2 separate regions of the Mus musculus genome follow, and region 2 is linked to region 1. A link is a contact called in public Hi-C data. All regions are on one chromosome and are shown on one strand. The core of a region is the stretch at or near the end of the contact, and the rest is flanking DNA. Distances in the headings are between cores, read along the strand shown.

Region 1 (2,711 bases), core at 172-2,671:
GGAGTGAAGTCCTACCAACCAGTGAGGGACTCTCCATTCAAGCTTCATTCATTTCAACTCAACGTTGCCCTGCCTCTACTCTGAGGTAGCCATTATCCTCTGTAACTATTTTGATTGGTGTCTGTTTTGACCCCCACCCCCGCCCCAAAGAGGAGGAAGAGGAGGCAGCCATGGGCTTTCTACAGTCCATGATCTAAGAATACATACTACATATTTTAATGTTACAAAAAAAAAAGAAATCTCATTTTGAAGAATATTTCCTGACTCATGCAATAAGAAAATTTACTTTCACTGCCCATATAAAGCTGAAATACAGCACTGCTCAATTCAGTTTCTTTCATTGTCTATGTCTACTTTCACACCACACTAGGAAAGCTGATCGATCAGCTATGCTTAAAATGCAGAATTTTTTTTTTCCCAGATAAGATAGGTGAGGCAAATGCCTACATGTGTCTACGTGGGCATTTGGAGAGAGGACTACTGTTAGGGAAATACTACTTTGAATTGGCTAGCGTCATCCCATGGGTTGGGACTCTATGCTCCCTGCTGTTAGGAACTGATACCTTTGAAACTCAGGGCCAAAATAAACCCTCACTCCTTTAAGTTGTGTGTGTCAGGTCTTTTGGTTACAGTGATTAAAAATACTAAAATGTAAACTATTGACACTGTCTTGGCCAGCGCTCCATTCTCAGAGCCTGGTCTCTATCCTGTGAGAAATCACGGCAGCTTGAACAAACCTTCCCTGTCTCCCAAGACTTTTTAGCTGAAGGGCAGGCTGCCATACTTCTGGCTGGCTTCTTTCCTAAGACCTGTAAAAGAGGACTTTAGAATCTAGTAAGGAGCGAAGTGCCCGGAAAACAGGACTGTTTCACTCATCTTGAAATACATAGCCCTATACAGTTGGAAGATTTAAGTGTTATGGGGGTTTTATTAAGAAGAAATTAAATAGTTCTACAAGCGACTTAATACAGTGCTGGGTGTGCAAGAATGTTGAATGGAGGGTTGTCCTCCCTCCTCGGTTTTCCTTCCTGTAACAAGAATAAAACTACCATCTTAATTCTGATGTATGAAATTTCCAAAGATTTAATAAATATTTTTAGAAACCAACCACCATCTTTTACAGGTATAAAGTGTGCCTTGTGGAAAAGCTTTGCACGCCACAAACTATGCAAATGGGTAGATCCAAGTTCTAATATGTTAATGGAGTAGCTTCCCCTGGGGCTGGAAAACATCCTGTTCCACCAGAGGGGCCTAGACTCCGGGAAAATTCAGGAACGTTCTTGGGGCGTGGCCACCGCCGTCCCGTGGGCGGGGCGGGTCCGGGGCGAGGCCTCCCTTTTGGCGCACTGCACGTTGGGACCGCACGGGGGCGCCGCGGGTTGCTCCGCTCTACCAATCGTGGAGCATCCGAGTAGGCGACGGCTTACTTCCGCGTCCGGGCCCGGCTGCGTTGGGCGGCTGCGCCCAGGGACTGGCGGCCGCAGGTCAGTAAGCAGTCGCCGCTCCGCCCGCCGGTGTGGAGGAACCGGGCTCCGGGTGGGTGGCGGGCCCCGAAGCCTTGCGGGGCATCCTGAGGGAGGCCCCGGCCGGCCTCTCTGATGAAACGGGCGCTTTGGGTACCAGGCTTCGTTGTAGACCGAATTGGGGTCCGCTGGCCCAGGAAGACTTTGGCGGGGCCTGGTGATTCCCCATCTTTCCCGGTTTTGTCCAGCCGTGGCGAAGGGGCGTGAGCCCCATGAGCTGTGTTTCTCAAAAGTGTAGTCGGCGCCCGTCCCCACCTCTCAGACTTTGTGAATCAGACCCTGATGTGGCCGGGAGTCTGCCTTTTCAGCAGACATCCTCGACGGTTTGGTGCATCGTGCGGGAACCCTGCCTTCTCACAACAGAGTCCTCAGTGGGTGCATCGAGGAGTGTCATCACGGGGCCTGGCCTTGGGCTGCGGTCCCCAAATGGCAGCTGATAGTCAGTGAAGGGCCTAAACCAGGTGGAAGTTGTGTTAAAGGGATGGTCTGTGGGAGCATCCGTGAGAACCTGAAGCTGGCCCTTCTGGTTCACCTGGCTGCCCTGGGTTGTGACAGGCTCCACTGCTTATTATCAGGCAAGTCTGTGTAGACACCACACACATCAGTGAATTTTTTGCCCCTAGTGTTCTGTGTTAGTAGGGACAGTAAAATTTGTATGATAAAGTTTTTCTATGAATTAGGTAATGTTTCTTCACAGTGTCAGATACACAATAAGCATTCAGTAAATGGAGATTACTAAGAATGGCAGTGCCTTTGCTTTTATTGGGCTTATGGACAAAATAAAAATTAAAAAAAAATAGAGATTTAAACACATGGTGTAAGATCTGTATGAGAGTTTGTTGTGCAGGGGTACCAATTCCGCGCAGAAAGATCTTGCAAGAGATGAATCTTTATGTACGAACATGAGAAAATTCTAGAGAGCAGGTGTCTGTGAACAGTGTGAACCAGTTGGTTGCTCTGCTTCATGATTGGTTAGAGTGCTACTTCCAGGACTTTAAGGCAGCAGGAGGTCACGCCAGTAAGTGTTTTTGGAGGCCTGGACCTTGTTGGGTTCCTAATGAATTTTGTCTATTGTCCTTTTCTCAGATTCATAATGGCATATGGTGAAGTTGGTGTCTGTGGGGAAGGATTTTAGTTGATCATTTAGTAACACTGAATTGGCATGGATTCAGTTGAGTTTAGCAGTAA
Region 2 (2,700 bases), core at 78-2,577, 87 kb before region 1:
ACACAGCATCTAGTGGAACTTTGGAGAATTCTTCCTGGACTCCCTCCAGATCTTCACCACACTGTCTGTAGAGAAGCCGTGAATTGTGACTAGAAACGACTCTCGCCTGTTGCTCTGTCGGACTAAACAGCTAACTTGATGAGCGCATTTCCATAGGAAAAGAAATCTAAGAACTCACCATCCCTGGCCTGGCTTATGACACCCAGCTCTTCAATTCTGTCAGGAGAAATTATGATGGGGTGGAAGACACCTTTAAACTTTACTTCAGGTCCTAAGGGATTGTGGTAGAGACACAAGATTAGAACAAAAAGACACAAATGACTCTCTACTTTGAATTATGACTAAACGAATGTCTTTGCACATAAGGAAGTTGTTTCCTTTTATTGGTCTGTTTATTGCAAACCACAAGCAGAGATATTTAGGGAGCCTTTGGAATTGTTAGCTCTAAAACGCGTGTGATACGGAACACTCAGATTCGCTTGGAGCAGATCCTGAAGGCCCTGCGAAGAGATGGGCAGCCACGCCAGGCCTATGTGGGAAAGGTGAAGGCTCCAAAACTGCTGTCTCTATAAAATATGCCAGAGCCACTGAGAAGCCATCCAAAGAGGAAAGACAGAGCAGTTTCAGGACGAGAGCCAGTGTGGTACCCAAATGGAAAGCCAGGATACCTGTACCCTGATGCTGGTTTACCATGTGGCCAGCAAGCCTGCCAGTGAGGCACAGGGCAGGCAGCTACCCAATGCTGTAACATTTCTTAAACAATACTGGGTTTTCTGGCTATTTTCCTGACATCAATACATTGAATTTGCTCCCTCATAAAATATCCCAAGAAGAGTCTACATACCCACAGAAGTGTACCCCATGACAATAGGGGCCTGGGGATACTTGAATTTAGCTTCCACAAGTTCCTTCAGAGTCACGGGGGAAATCCATGTCACCCTCTCACCATAAAACACTCTGGTCTTTGGTGGCTGTTTCTCAGCTATTCTCTATTGAAAAAACAACAGGGATTTGAGAGAGCTTGTGACAAAATTCTCTTCTGCTTTCACTCTAGAGAAAGGAAATCTAAAAACTAAATTTCGTGAGCTAAAAATAGAGCTTCCCCAGGAGCCAGAGTTCACAGTTTAAGGTCTGACGCAGTTTACCCATGGAAACAGCTCCCATCGGCTCTGACATCTCCCAGAAACCCATTTTGGCGTTCGCTAACACAGCAACATGCTCAATTTTGCCAAACTGTCAGAAAAATGAACTCGCGCATAAGTGGGAGGGGAAAACGAGTTGATGTTGAAGGACACTGATTGCATGTCTGTGACTTAACCAGCTGTGTGTGACATCCTCCACCCCTTGTGCTGGCTCTGCCCTCCACCTCTTCCTCCTCCCGCCCACACATTCTGGACTCTGAGGAGAGGACGCTGGCTGGCGCCTGTTTGCCCATCAGTATTTTTTTTTCTTTCTTTGTAATGTTTTCTTAATTCTTTGAGAACATTATATATGAATGTAAAACATCATTATTAAATTCCTCCCATTCCTCCCCTAATTCCCCCCAGATTCACCATCCACCCTCTCCTCCAGCCTCCCCGAAACCCCTGTGCAACTTCATTTTCTCCTTTTTATTTTTTTTCCAAAACCTACTGAATTCAATGTGTGCGATCCATCCACATGGATGTGGGGCCATCCACTGGGTCATGGTCAACCTAGGTCATACCCTTGAAGAAAACTGACCATCCCTTCCCCACAGCCTTTAACTAGCGACAGTGTGTGAGCTAAGGCTGGGCGCCGTGAGCCTCTCAGCTCTCCGTGCTGGATGTTCACTGGTTTGTCCTTGTGCAAACAATGACTTCATGAATGCAGTGATTCTGTCACATCCAGGAGACACTCTTTCCACCCCGTTTCTCTATGGTCCCTGAGTCTCGGGGGTGGGGTAAGTGTGATACATAAGTCCCATCCAGGCTGAGCACTCTGCAGATAATTACTGTCCACCCTCTGACAAGCTGTGAATTTAACCACTTTAACCGCTCTCCCCTGCACAGTGTCTCTGAGGAGATCTGGGATCTGCACCATGAGATTTTGAAAAGCCTCCTCCTGACATCGTACCATGAGTTCCTTACCATTAGCTCGGGAGGAAATATCAGCTCTTGGGTCGGGTCCAGTGGCAGAAATTCCTCTTCTGAGAACAGTTCTGGACTTGTCTTTAGAAAGAGAAAATGACAGAAGTTATCATCATAATACCTCTTATTCTCAGGAGAGAGCTCCGTTACAACCACTGTGGGCGCAGAAAACCACAGACAATTTGAACTTTAGGCTTTTATACACACTACATTTTTTTTAAAAAATCATTCTTATGGTAAATCTTTGCAACATACTCTAGTACTAAACATACCCTACCCCCGTCTTTTCATTTTTATAAAAAAGAATCTATAATTACTCATTGGCATATCTGAATTACCAGCATCCCTTGCCATGTGCTTCGGAGTCATTCATTATTAAGTATAATAATGATTATCTGAACACAGCACTGCGTGACTGAGCTAGTCAGTCTGATGGCCATGACAACTACTTAGTGACAGATGGGCAGGTGATGTATGCCCCGTGGATACACTGGATACATTCCAAGTAAGGCAGAGGACAGCGTAGTCAGAGTTCATTACGCTATTCACAATGGCGTGGAACTTGAAACATAAAAGATTTCTGGAATTTCCC

What was found. Hi-C and Micro-C count contacts between places; a contact is called where the count stands out from the background.
Region 2: a Hi-C map of Sertoli cells shows a contact between it and region 1, with 2.3 times the contacts expected there. The contact joins the enhancer-like site here to the promoter of Kctd18 in region 1. A contact is called at or near these places in 1 of 39 promoter capture datasets (macrophages), 2 of 484 Hi-C or Micro-C datasets (Sertoli cells and uterus), 1 of 115 datasets of contacts at active chromatin or transcription factors (embryonic stem cells) and 2 of 9 other capture datasets (adipose tissue and liver).

Annotation. Positions count from the first base shown.
Region 1 is chr1:57,968,794-57,971,504 of GRCm38.p6, reverse strand. Kctd18 (potassium channel tetramerisation domain containing 18) reads left to right here and starts at 1,421. Exons shown (of 7, transcript NM_001159864.1): 1 at 1,421-1,484.
Region 2 is chr1:58,055,703-58,058,402 of GRCm38.p6, reverse strand. It overlaps Aox1 (aldehyde oxidase 1), which reads right to left. Exons shown (of 35, transcript NM_009676.2): 8 at 2,109-2,189; 9 at 845-989; 10 at 179-271. Among named protein-coding and RNA genes, the nearest start is that of Aox1, 27 kb to the right of the region's middle. Within about 2 kb of position 1,327, at least 18 of the 459 cell types and tissues checked have an H3K27ac peak or open chromatin away from gene starts, as enhancers often do. A contact at or near this core is called in Sertoli cells and uterus, where this site is marked.